2 separate regions of the Danio rerio genome follow, and region 1 is linked to region 2. A link is a contact called in public HiCAR-type data. All regions are on one chromosome and are shown on one strand. The core of a region is the stretch at or near the end of the contact, and the rest is flanking DNA. Distances in the headings are between cores, read along the strand shown.

The links. HiCAR-type assays count read pairs that join an accessible place to other places.
Region 1: a HiCAR-type map of caudal fin shows a contact between it and region 2, with 7 times the contacts expected there. The contact joins two enhancer-like sites. A contact is called at or near these places in 2 of 18 Hi-C or Micro-C datasets (caudal fin and an unstated tissue) and 1 of 4 datasets of contacts at active chromatin or transcription factors (caudal fin).

Annotation. Positions count from the first base shown.
Region 1 is chr9:20,375,274-20,380,402 of GRCz12tu, reverse strand. All of the region lies in intron 1 of tsc22d1 (TSC22 domain family, member 1), which reads left to right. Among named protein-coding and RNA genes, the nearest start is that of tsc22d1, 41 kb to the left of the region's middle. Within about 2 kb of position 1,427, at least 9 of the 62 cell types and tissues checked have an H3K27ac peak or open chromatin away from gene starts, as enhancers often do. A contact at or near this core is called in caudal fin, where this site is marked.
Region 2 is chr9:20,196,656-20,201,996 of GRCz12tu, reverse strand. No RefSeq gene overlaps it. Among named protein-coding and RNA genes, the nearest start is that of lacc1, 23 kb to the right of the region's middle. Within about 2 kb of position 3,131, at least 1 of the 62 cell types and tissues checked has an H3K27ac peak or open chromatin away from gene starts, as enhancers often do. A contact at or near this core is called in caudal fin, where this site is marked.

The sequences.
Region 1 (5,129 bases), core at 178-2,677, 180 kb before region 2:
ATTTGTTGGTCGTTTGTTGAAAGAAGGATTAAAAAAGACCTGATGTATGGGACTTCGTCAAAGCTTGACAGAAACGCTATTAGTACACAGTTTATGGACCAGTATCTTCCTCCATTTCACAAGCTTGATTAATAAGGTTGTCTCCTTGTTTTTTTTTTTCTAACTTGCAAAATATGTATTTAATTGTTTTTTGTTACTTGTAATCACTCCCCATGGCTTGAACAGTATCTGGTTAACTCTTTATATTTATATATCGCAATCGAAAACCATGTTAAAAACGCGATGTATATCGCTTTCTTTACAGATTTAAATGCGTTTGTGAGCTCGCTGTCCTTTGCCGTTTGTCGTTGCTTTGGCCTCAATCAGCTGTTTTTACACACATGCGGTGGTCAAGTTTCAAAATAGTTTAGCTTTTGCCACTGTGTGGATTAATACTGAATGTGTGTCATTGTTTTTACTTATGATTAAGAGTAGAGTAATATGCTGCTGTTTAACTGCATTGCACTCCTGCTTGGGCTCACACATACACTCTGCACTCTGACTACTTCAACAATGCTGATAAGTAGGCCCACACGGAATCTGCGCGTGCAGAATTCCGCAGATTTTCCACAGATTTTCCGCAGAATTCCGCAGATTTCTGCAGATTTTTAGCCCATCATTAATTCTGTTTATTTACTTGAGCAAATGTGTAAATCTGATTTCATTCAGTTTTTATTCAGTAATTTATTACTTTTTATTTAATATATTAAGGTTTTAGTTATGATACTCCGCTGGATACTCCCAAAATAATTCCGCAGAAATTCGCAGATTTTTACCTAAATCACTCCGCAGAAATAGCAAAAAACGTCTGCAGATTCCGTCTGGCCCTACTGATAATCCATGGTGGCCTTTTCTCTCTGTCTTACGCTGAATGCAGTCAACCAATCACCTCTGACTAGGTAATCGCACCAATCAGCACAGATTAGCATCGCGCTAAGGAGGGGTTTGGAAAAAAATGAATTGCTGATCAAATCATGTCAAGTCATTGGTATAATTAGGTCAAAATAAATGCATATTATAAGACAATGAAAGGGTTTTTGACCTTGCATGCATATCAGCCTGTTGTTTAAAACCCCCAAAATAAAAACAAACACTTTTTAATGCGAAGTAGGGGCTTTTAAAACCACTTCTAAAATTGATTTTTGCATAATAGGTCATAGGACATAGGCCCCTTAAGTCTTGAATCAGATGAATACAATATATATTTTGACATGTCTTGTCCCACACAGTAATAGTCAATGAGGTCCAGATGTTTCATGTTGTAAAAGCGTTACTTATGAGGATGAAAAAATGACGCTATACTTTTATTTAAGTGAGCTGTATCCCTTTAAATGTGCTCACTAGTCACTTGGCAGACCGCATAGTTCTCGTATGACAGAGACTGACTCATATCTTTCAATGCTGAGGTCATGAAAGAAGTTTTATCAGAGCGTCGTTGTATCACACCAAGGTCACATGAACTTAATCAAAAAATGCAGCATTCTGATTAAAAGCCTTCCTGGGTTTCTTCTGCTTTTTTGGGGTTTGTTTTGCAGCCGAACCCAAACGTAGGAGCTTTGTTTGTTTTGAGGTTGGTTGTTTCTCATTACCTGGAATGAACCCTTTTGAGAGCTGCCACTCCCTCGGTTTATGTAATAGAGGAGAGTGAGGCTTTATTGGAAATGCTGGACACAATGATTTTGGCTTTTGATGGATGAGAGTTTTGGCAGGAGAGGTCAGCAGCGTCTCAGTTTGGGGATGTGGCAACACTGAGATGAACGAGTGTTTGCTTTTACAATGGTGGATTATATTGCCCTCTGATGGCCATTTTGCACAATGTCAAAGCTAAGCAGGTTTAGATTACATAGAGGAAACAGAGAAGCAAAAAAAGATGGTTTGGGGATACTCAAACTGTTTGCTGTTTGTTCATATGAACTCGAACAACACGACTCTTGAGTAACTTAATTATGTTCAATCCACTTAAATTTGTAAAAACTAACAAGCTAGCTCATTTTTTTTTTATAGTGTACAACTGCACTAAATAAAATGACTCATTGATTTACTCCGTTAATGTTTTTAAGATAACTGGTTTATATGGCCTGTTTAAACAAATTAAGTTGAACATACTACATTTCATTTGTTTAAATTCAACCCATATAAATTCTTCGCGACCAGTTACCTTAAAAGTTTAAAGTTATTCTTATAAAAAATTTTCAGTGTGTTTATTTAATTATATTTTTTTATTAAAGTTTATTCTTTATTAAATGCTTCATTCTTTTTTTTATCTGTTTTTTGTTATCGATTGAATTTTAATTTAAATTCTAATTGAAATTCTTATTTGTCTTTTAGTTTATTTAGCAGTGGTGCAATAAAAGATCCCATCAGGATTCAAGTATCTTGTAGTGATCCGTTTTTACCGGTTTGATCAGCTGTATATTTTCTGTCTTGCTTTTTTTCTTTTTTCTTGTTTCTTTTTTTGGTGAGAATTTTGCAACGGCAAAATGTTTTATTAGTTTGTTTGTTTTTACACTATTTATATAAAAACGACAACACACAATGCAGTTGTACCCTGGTTTCCGTTTTCTTTTTCAAATCACTTATCTCAATCTTTTAATTAACCATAGTGGTCAAATCATGACATTGCAAGCCCTTGCATTAGGTAACATGATCGACAACTACTCAACAAGAAAATTAATTGAATTTTTTTTTGTAAGCCAAACTGATTGTTTCAGCCCTATTTTTCACTTTTAATTAATACACTTTTAATGTTTACTGGAATATTTCCAAGTTGTGATTTCAAAATGAGAATCGGCACCTTCAGTGTTTCAATTAATGACAGAAAAGTTGTATAATACATGCATAACACTGTATATTATGATGATAAACTCAATAACACAATATTTGTATACTCAACTGTGATATGATAACTGTTGTGGAGGCATGTCACTCATTTTGTGTTAAACATGTCAAACACATCTTGAAAGTCCTTGAAGTCATTCCCTGCTTGATGAAAACTTAAAAGCCTTGATTAGTCTTATGTCTTGCATCTGCATTTCAAAGGTGTTAAAAATGCTATTGAACCGACCCCATGAAGAATTTTGTTTCTTTTTTTCTCTGTCTATTTTGTACCTGGAACAAAAGAGGCGGAACCAAATAAAGTAAACGCTCGTGGGGATTTCGCTTACGCAAACAAATTTTGTGGAGATTTCACTCTAATAAACTGTATATTAGCAAAAAAAGAACTATGCATTAATTAACTGACCGGGGACCGAAATCAGGAGGATTTTTTGCATATAACCAGGCTGACGGGTGATTCTCTTGCATCCCAATTATTATTAGTCAGCTCCATAAATAATAGTAATTGATTAGTGGTATTTTGCTTTTTTGCAAATCTGGTACTATAAAAAATATGCTAAAATAAAATTAACTATACAATGGGTCTTAAATTTCATTCTCTTTGGTACTAAAAAGGTCTTAAATATAATTCTTAGTAAGCTGATACTCTCGAGATGGACTTACTCCCACCTACTTGCTGCTTTAGCCCCCCGGGCTGTACAGTATTGGAAAAATCTGACACTGCTATATATATATATATATATATATATATATATATATATATATATATATTATTTTCCGCAATTTATGAATGTAATTTCACCATATACATTCAATAGCTCTTTTTGGAAAGAATTCATTTGTTTAGGTCGACTGGGATGATCAAATTTTATTCTATGCAGTATGTTTGCATAAATTATAATAAATTACGAGCATATTTAAATGCAAAGGAGCAAAGATAAAAGTTAAATAAACTGTGCTTTATGGTATTCTGGAGAATCTAACAGTGCAGGTGAGGAAATGAAACGCATAAAATAACAAGGTCATCATTGTATAACTGATTTAAAAATAATAATAATAATGATATTTAATGTCTTTATCTTTTTAATCATTAACAAATAATTTAATCCTGCAATGTGACTATTGCTGATGCACACATTGGGATATTGATGATAAAACAATATTATGTGAAGGCCTAAAATCAATCCATCTCATCCTCTAGTGATGGTATTTAAATAATTTACGCTTGGATTTATTTTATTGTTTGATTTTATTGCTAATTATTGTTAAATTAGACATTAAAGCAAGTGTATTGCTTGTCTTTTTTTAATGTGTATCATAGGTTTTCATAATTAACTTGACTGTGAAAACCTAATTTTAACTATGTCTCTTCAGTGTATAAAGTCCTAAATAGGCTATACTTTGTTTGAAGTATACCTTAATGTCTAAAGGCTAGGCTGGATTCTACAAACTAGCCTATAAGTCCAACTCTTGTCAGATTAAATTGTCAGCTCTTGTCAAATGTGCAATTAAAATAAATATGTTTGCTGCATGCTTGTACAAATTGTGTATATAAAACCAAAAAAAAAAAAAAAAATGTTCATTTTCAAACAATGTGCCGAAACGTCACAATTCTTAAGATTTTTGGTGGGAACAACTTAATTGTTTTATGTTTGATTCACTTAAATTAGTAAAACAAAAAAAAAAAACGAATCAGTTAACCGATTTGTGTTGACATGAATTGTATAAAACCCTGCATCTTTTGCAGTGTATACGGTTCTAGCTGCATTTGAAGGAGCAGGACAACACCCTGCATATTGTAAGCTTTAGTCACTGATGTTTAACAGCTGATGCTGATGAAGAGTGCTGTGCCAGAGAAGCCTTAAAGGGCTCAAGCGAGGCATGTTGTGTATTATGGCACCATCTAGTGATGACTTAAAACAATAACTTCAGTTTAACTTTAAAATAACAATCTAATGTTAAGCCAACCTATAAGAAAGAAAAATAAATGCTGATAAAATGTCTTTCAAGACATTTTATTGTTGTTGCAATTTGGCAAAAGCAAATCGAAATATAATAGTTTAGAAAAAAATGATCAAAATGGATGTTTTAACAGTTTAAAATATATTAACATAACACCTAGACATATAAATCCAACATGACCCAGATGTCAGCTATAGATTAGTCATAGTACAATAGTTTTTATCCTAAACTTTTAATGTACTTGGTCTACTTTGTATTCTAGGTCAGCTTGTTTAGAGGCCAATCTTTTTAAT
Region 2 (5,341 bases), core at 1,882-4,381:
ACACACACACACACACACACACACACACACACACACACACACACACACACACACACACACACACACACGCAGACACACACACACACACACAGACACACACACATACATATACATATACATACATATACATACATACCCTAATGTGCTGGGAATATGGAAAAAAAACATATTTAATTAATTGTAAATATTATATAACCTTCATTCCAAATACATTATATCCAAATAATAATATTAAATAACAAAGGGCATGCATACTGAAGGAGAGATAAGTCAGGAATGTTTGATGTCTTGCATGCATCCTGCATCTGAATGCTTTGAAAGGCCAGGAAGCTTGTTTCCAGTAAATCACTATTGTAAATAATAGACAGGCCTACGTGCAGACACGGATGCTGGATGTCAGGGCTTTCTGTTTTTCCCATAACAAAAGGTTAGCATATCAGAGGTTATCATATGTGAAGTCTTACTGAAAACAGGGCACACAGTAACCACCTCCAAATTAAAATAAAGCTTTGGATTTATAAAAAAAATATGTAAAATCCCCAATCAATAGAGAAACATTAGAGAATAACTGTGTGATTTAACTTGTTTATTGTTGTCTGCTACTGTAGGTTACCAATAATAAAGTCAGCTGCTCTAATAAATTGATGAAAACACTCATTCACATTTGTGAAAAATAATTATACAGAGTGAGAAAAATATACAAAGAGAGACTGACTTTTTTTATTACAATTTTTTAGCATTATTTTAAGTCTTCAGGCACAATTTGAATGTCTGATTGTTTGCAGAAACATGGGAAATGTAATTTTTCAATAGACATAGGCCCTTATCACACTTCTGCATTTGAAGCAGAAACTTCAAATAGCGTGAAATGACTTCCGCTATAGCCGTTATCAATGGCTGTTTTCAAAGCACAGGATTGTTGTGATTTATTAATGTACAGTTCATCATGAACACATTAAACACATCAAGGGCATAAATCATGAAACAAACAAGCAACAAAAAAGTTTTGCTACTCCAGTTCATAAAGCATTTCACAATTTAAAGGGGTATGTTGTAAGTGCCGCATTTTTAATAAAACAATACAGCCAACATAATTAAAGTGCTTTAGAATTATGGAAAGTTATGCTTGAGCCAACAATTTTGTGAAACTGCAAAAACGCACTCTAACATATGTCTGTCCGCAGTTGTCAAATGAATAGTATGGGGCAGTATGACCCAACTTTTGTTCCTTTTTACAGCAATGATATTTACAGGGACATATCAAGAAATAAATAAAGGATTTATATCTGCAGTTCTTTAAACCACACATAATAAACGCCACAAAATAATGTAACGATGTCTATGAATGACAATCGGATATGTTTGCCTCACTTAACTATCTCCACTTACTCATTAACTAAAGGCAAAGTTCTGGTCAACTTTTCAAATAGTGACAACTTTAAATCATGAGCCAACTGGTCATGCACAATGCACAACTTAAATTGAGTAAATTTCCTGTGGACCACATACCGCTTGAATATCGATGTCACTTAAAAAAACTAAAACTTACATTTAAAAACTAAACAAACAAAACAATTCGAAAACATTTATCTTAATTATTCCGATAAAAAAGGAAACAAAAAAAACTTTCTAGTAAATACAATTTTTTAAAAATGGGTGTGAAAGTATAATCAGTTTGGTGGGAAAAAACAGACTTTAGGTCGGAATCGAGCCAAAAAATTTTGTTGAGCTGTTGGACAATGGCAGGGTTACAGCCTGTGCGTCTCGGGCCAGGGGCGGGCTAGGACTTGGATGTAAGGCCCAAGCAGGGCTCTATCCAAAACCAGCTCAAGTGAGTGTAAAAACATTTTTGTGAAATAAGGATTATGTATTTAAAATCTGGGGTTTCTGCCACTCATTGATGGAAACCCAGAAGGCTATTGAAGGATAAAAAAAACATTTGAAACATTTGTCAAGTTCAACTAATCTAGCCAGCAGCTAGCTCTCTGCAACTCTCACATGGAAGCTAAGCAGGGCTGTGCCCGGTCAGTACCTGGATGGGAGACCACATGGGATAGCTAGGTTGCTGCAGGAAATGGTGTTAGTGAGGCCAGCAGGGGACGCTTAATCTATGGTCTGTGTGAGTCCTAACGCCCCATTATAGTGAAGGGGATTCTATACTGCTCATTGAGCGTCGTCTTTCGGATGAGAAGTTAAACCAAGGTCCTGACTCTCTGTGGTCATTAAAAATTCCAGGATGTCCTTCGAAAAGAGTAGGGGTTTAACCCTGGCATCCTGGCCAAATTTGCCCACTAGCTTCTGTCCATTATGGCCTCCAAACCATCCTTATATCATAATTTGCTTAATCACTCTGTCTTCTCTCCACCTATCAGCTGGTGTGTGGTGGAATATGGCTGCGGTCAAGTCATCCAGTAGGATGCCGAACACTGGTGGTGGATGAGGAGATTCCCCCAATGTGTAAAGTGCTTTGAGTGTCCAGAAAAGCACTATATAAGTTTAAGGAATTAATGAAGGCAGAAAATAGCTATACATAGACCATAATAAAGAGCTATGTGTGTGTGAAAGAAATAATGCAGGCTGACAGCTTTTACAAAAATAATTATTTAAAACCTACAGTATAGCATTAAAACATCAGCAAAAATAGATTTGCTTATCGCTATAGGGAGTTCTTCCTTATATTCTCATAAAATTAGAATGATTATTACAAATTCATGGTTACAGTTAAATATAATAGAGATCATATTTACTACAAGCACACCCATTTACTGAGCAAACACTTTTATGGGCAGATCACATGACTTCCAGTAGACGGTGTTATGTGTTTGCTCATAGTAAATGTAGATTAACCCGGAATGCAGGTTAATAAAACAAACTACGGCTCAGGAGTAAATGCTTTCAAAAACTTCAGCCAAAACATGTGCACCTGGTTCCCATACGAGTTCTGCTATGCCACTGGGCTTTGCAAACATCAACCACATCTATATCCCTTTTCATAAATACAACTTAACTTTTTTTTTTTTTGCAAGTCAGGTCACTTGGTTTTCTTTGAAAAGGTTCCCTCTAGCACAAAGGAAATGTGTGTTGATTGCTTTAATAGGTTACGAGAAAGCAGAGGCGTGAACGGAAGTCATAAATCACAAAAACTACAGTAAGTCGATGGTTCTGTGGAACCACAATATGATGATGAAACTAGAATTAAGCTGTAGACAATATGTACTCTAAAACGTCATAAAATAACCTGTGTTTGCCTATTAAGTGCAATGAAAAAAATTATATTTCAAGTCAAAACCCCAAACAGATATTCTTTGAAATTCTGTGGTCTTAGTTTCTTTCTCTTTTTTTCGCATGACCCACATAAAGGCACTTTATTAATCTGGTGTTTGACCTCACAGGCAAGGCTTTGTAAGGCATTTAAATCTATTTTTAAATGCAGGACCTAGTTATTATACGATGCTGCAAATTTATGGTTCACAAAAAAAGCTTGACCTTCTCTGTTAATCTCTAATCCCAGCTGAAGGTACAAGGGAGGTAGTGAGTGAGTGTGTGACTAAGATCACCCTTCTTCTAAAGAAAGCCAATCAGTTTTCTTAGAGAAAGCCATTTGTTTCTATATACTTAGAGCACAATTGTTTTAAAGGTTGTGAAATTTGATGCACATTTCAACTAACTCATGTAAACATGTCTGGTCACTCAGCTGTTACTGTCATTTTTTTTCGGAAGCGAAAGAACAGCGACTACACTTTTTATTAAACGTCTGTTTATGTGGACTTCTAATATTAATTCAACCCAGGCTCAGTCTAAAAATGTACCTCTATATACATTTCTGGAGAGCGCCAAACACATTCCAAAAACACAGTTTTTGTATTCGCGAATCCACCAGAGGCCACTGTGTATGCTTTTCAGATCTCAAATTTCTCTCGCGTTCCCATTCGCGCTTTCTGCTCTCGCATAAATCTACTACTGGATTTACAGTCGACTGACTGACTGACCCGTCAACTGACCCACTCTTCTCCTTCCCCAAACCCAACCAATAGTGTTTTCAAAAGCAATCCAGAAAAAGAAAAGCCCATGTCTGATTTTTACCACATTTTCAGATTTTAACACATCCTTACCCTATTATTTACTTGTTTAATTTTATTTTTTGGCTTCTGTTTTTGTTTTACCTGCTTTTTGGTACTCCATGTACTACATTGAAGTACATGGCGAGCTAACTGGACAAACTAGTAACAATGGGAAAGCCGTCCATACGGAGGTTAGCAGTCAGCTGGTAAACGCAAAAAGGAACAACATTAAACAGCTCCGTAGTGTTCATTTTAAAGATGAAATGCAGCCATATGTCATACCTGTCAACACTGGGATGTGAAAATAAAAGATATGCCCACCATAATAAGGGATAAAAAATCCCCAAATTACTAAATATGTTCATCTGAAGCTGTTTTATTGTAAATAAAGAGTTAAATGGTTTGATAACATTAAATAACAGGTGTCACTTTAAAAATGCACACATCTAACATTATAATGAAAGCATTCGATTGCTTTCCTAACTTATTATGCTCATTTAGGACAAAATTTGTTGTTTTTGAAAAAAAAAAAAACAAGATCGACATCTTTTGATGTTATTATTATTAATTATGTGTTTATGTCTGCTCAAACACACACCCAAAACCCAGACATTCGCTCCGCTTTAAATCACATGTACAGAATTAGTTTGCAAAATCTATTTATCACTATAAATCTATTTATAGCATCTATTTATCACTATGGAGCGTGTCAGCTGACAGTCACACACTGCTATGTATATGACTGTTTTGAGGATTGCATAGAAGGGGCGAGGTCACCTGTAATGAAAAGAAAAGGGCATCCCACCGTTTTTAAATTTATTTCAAAGTGTTTTCTTGCCTAAATAAAATGAAAGCGCAGTACAGACTCACATTAAAGAGTAGGGGATGACCCCTGGTGGTTCAGCAGTATTGGTCACATATAGGGAAGCTCGGCTCTTTAATGTTCATTGCCACCCTTCAGAGAAAACTGAAAAGACAGAAGAAAATTTGTGAGAAATAAGGGAAAGTACTATTACAGGATGATAGCGAGATAGAACTGTAAAATACAGGAGAATCCCGGGAAAAACAAGAGGGTTGACAGGTATGCCATACGTACTTCAGGCTACATAATGCTCCATCTCCAGAAATGTATATAGTAGGGTTGGGCATCTAAGCTATAATGCCGATCCGATACGCATCTCGATACAAAGAATACGATCCGATATATTAGAGATACATTTGTGACATATTGCGATGCAACACGATACGATTCACACCCATATCACGATACAATGCAATAA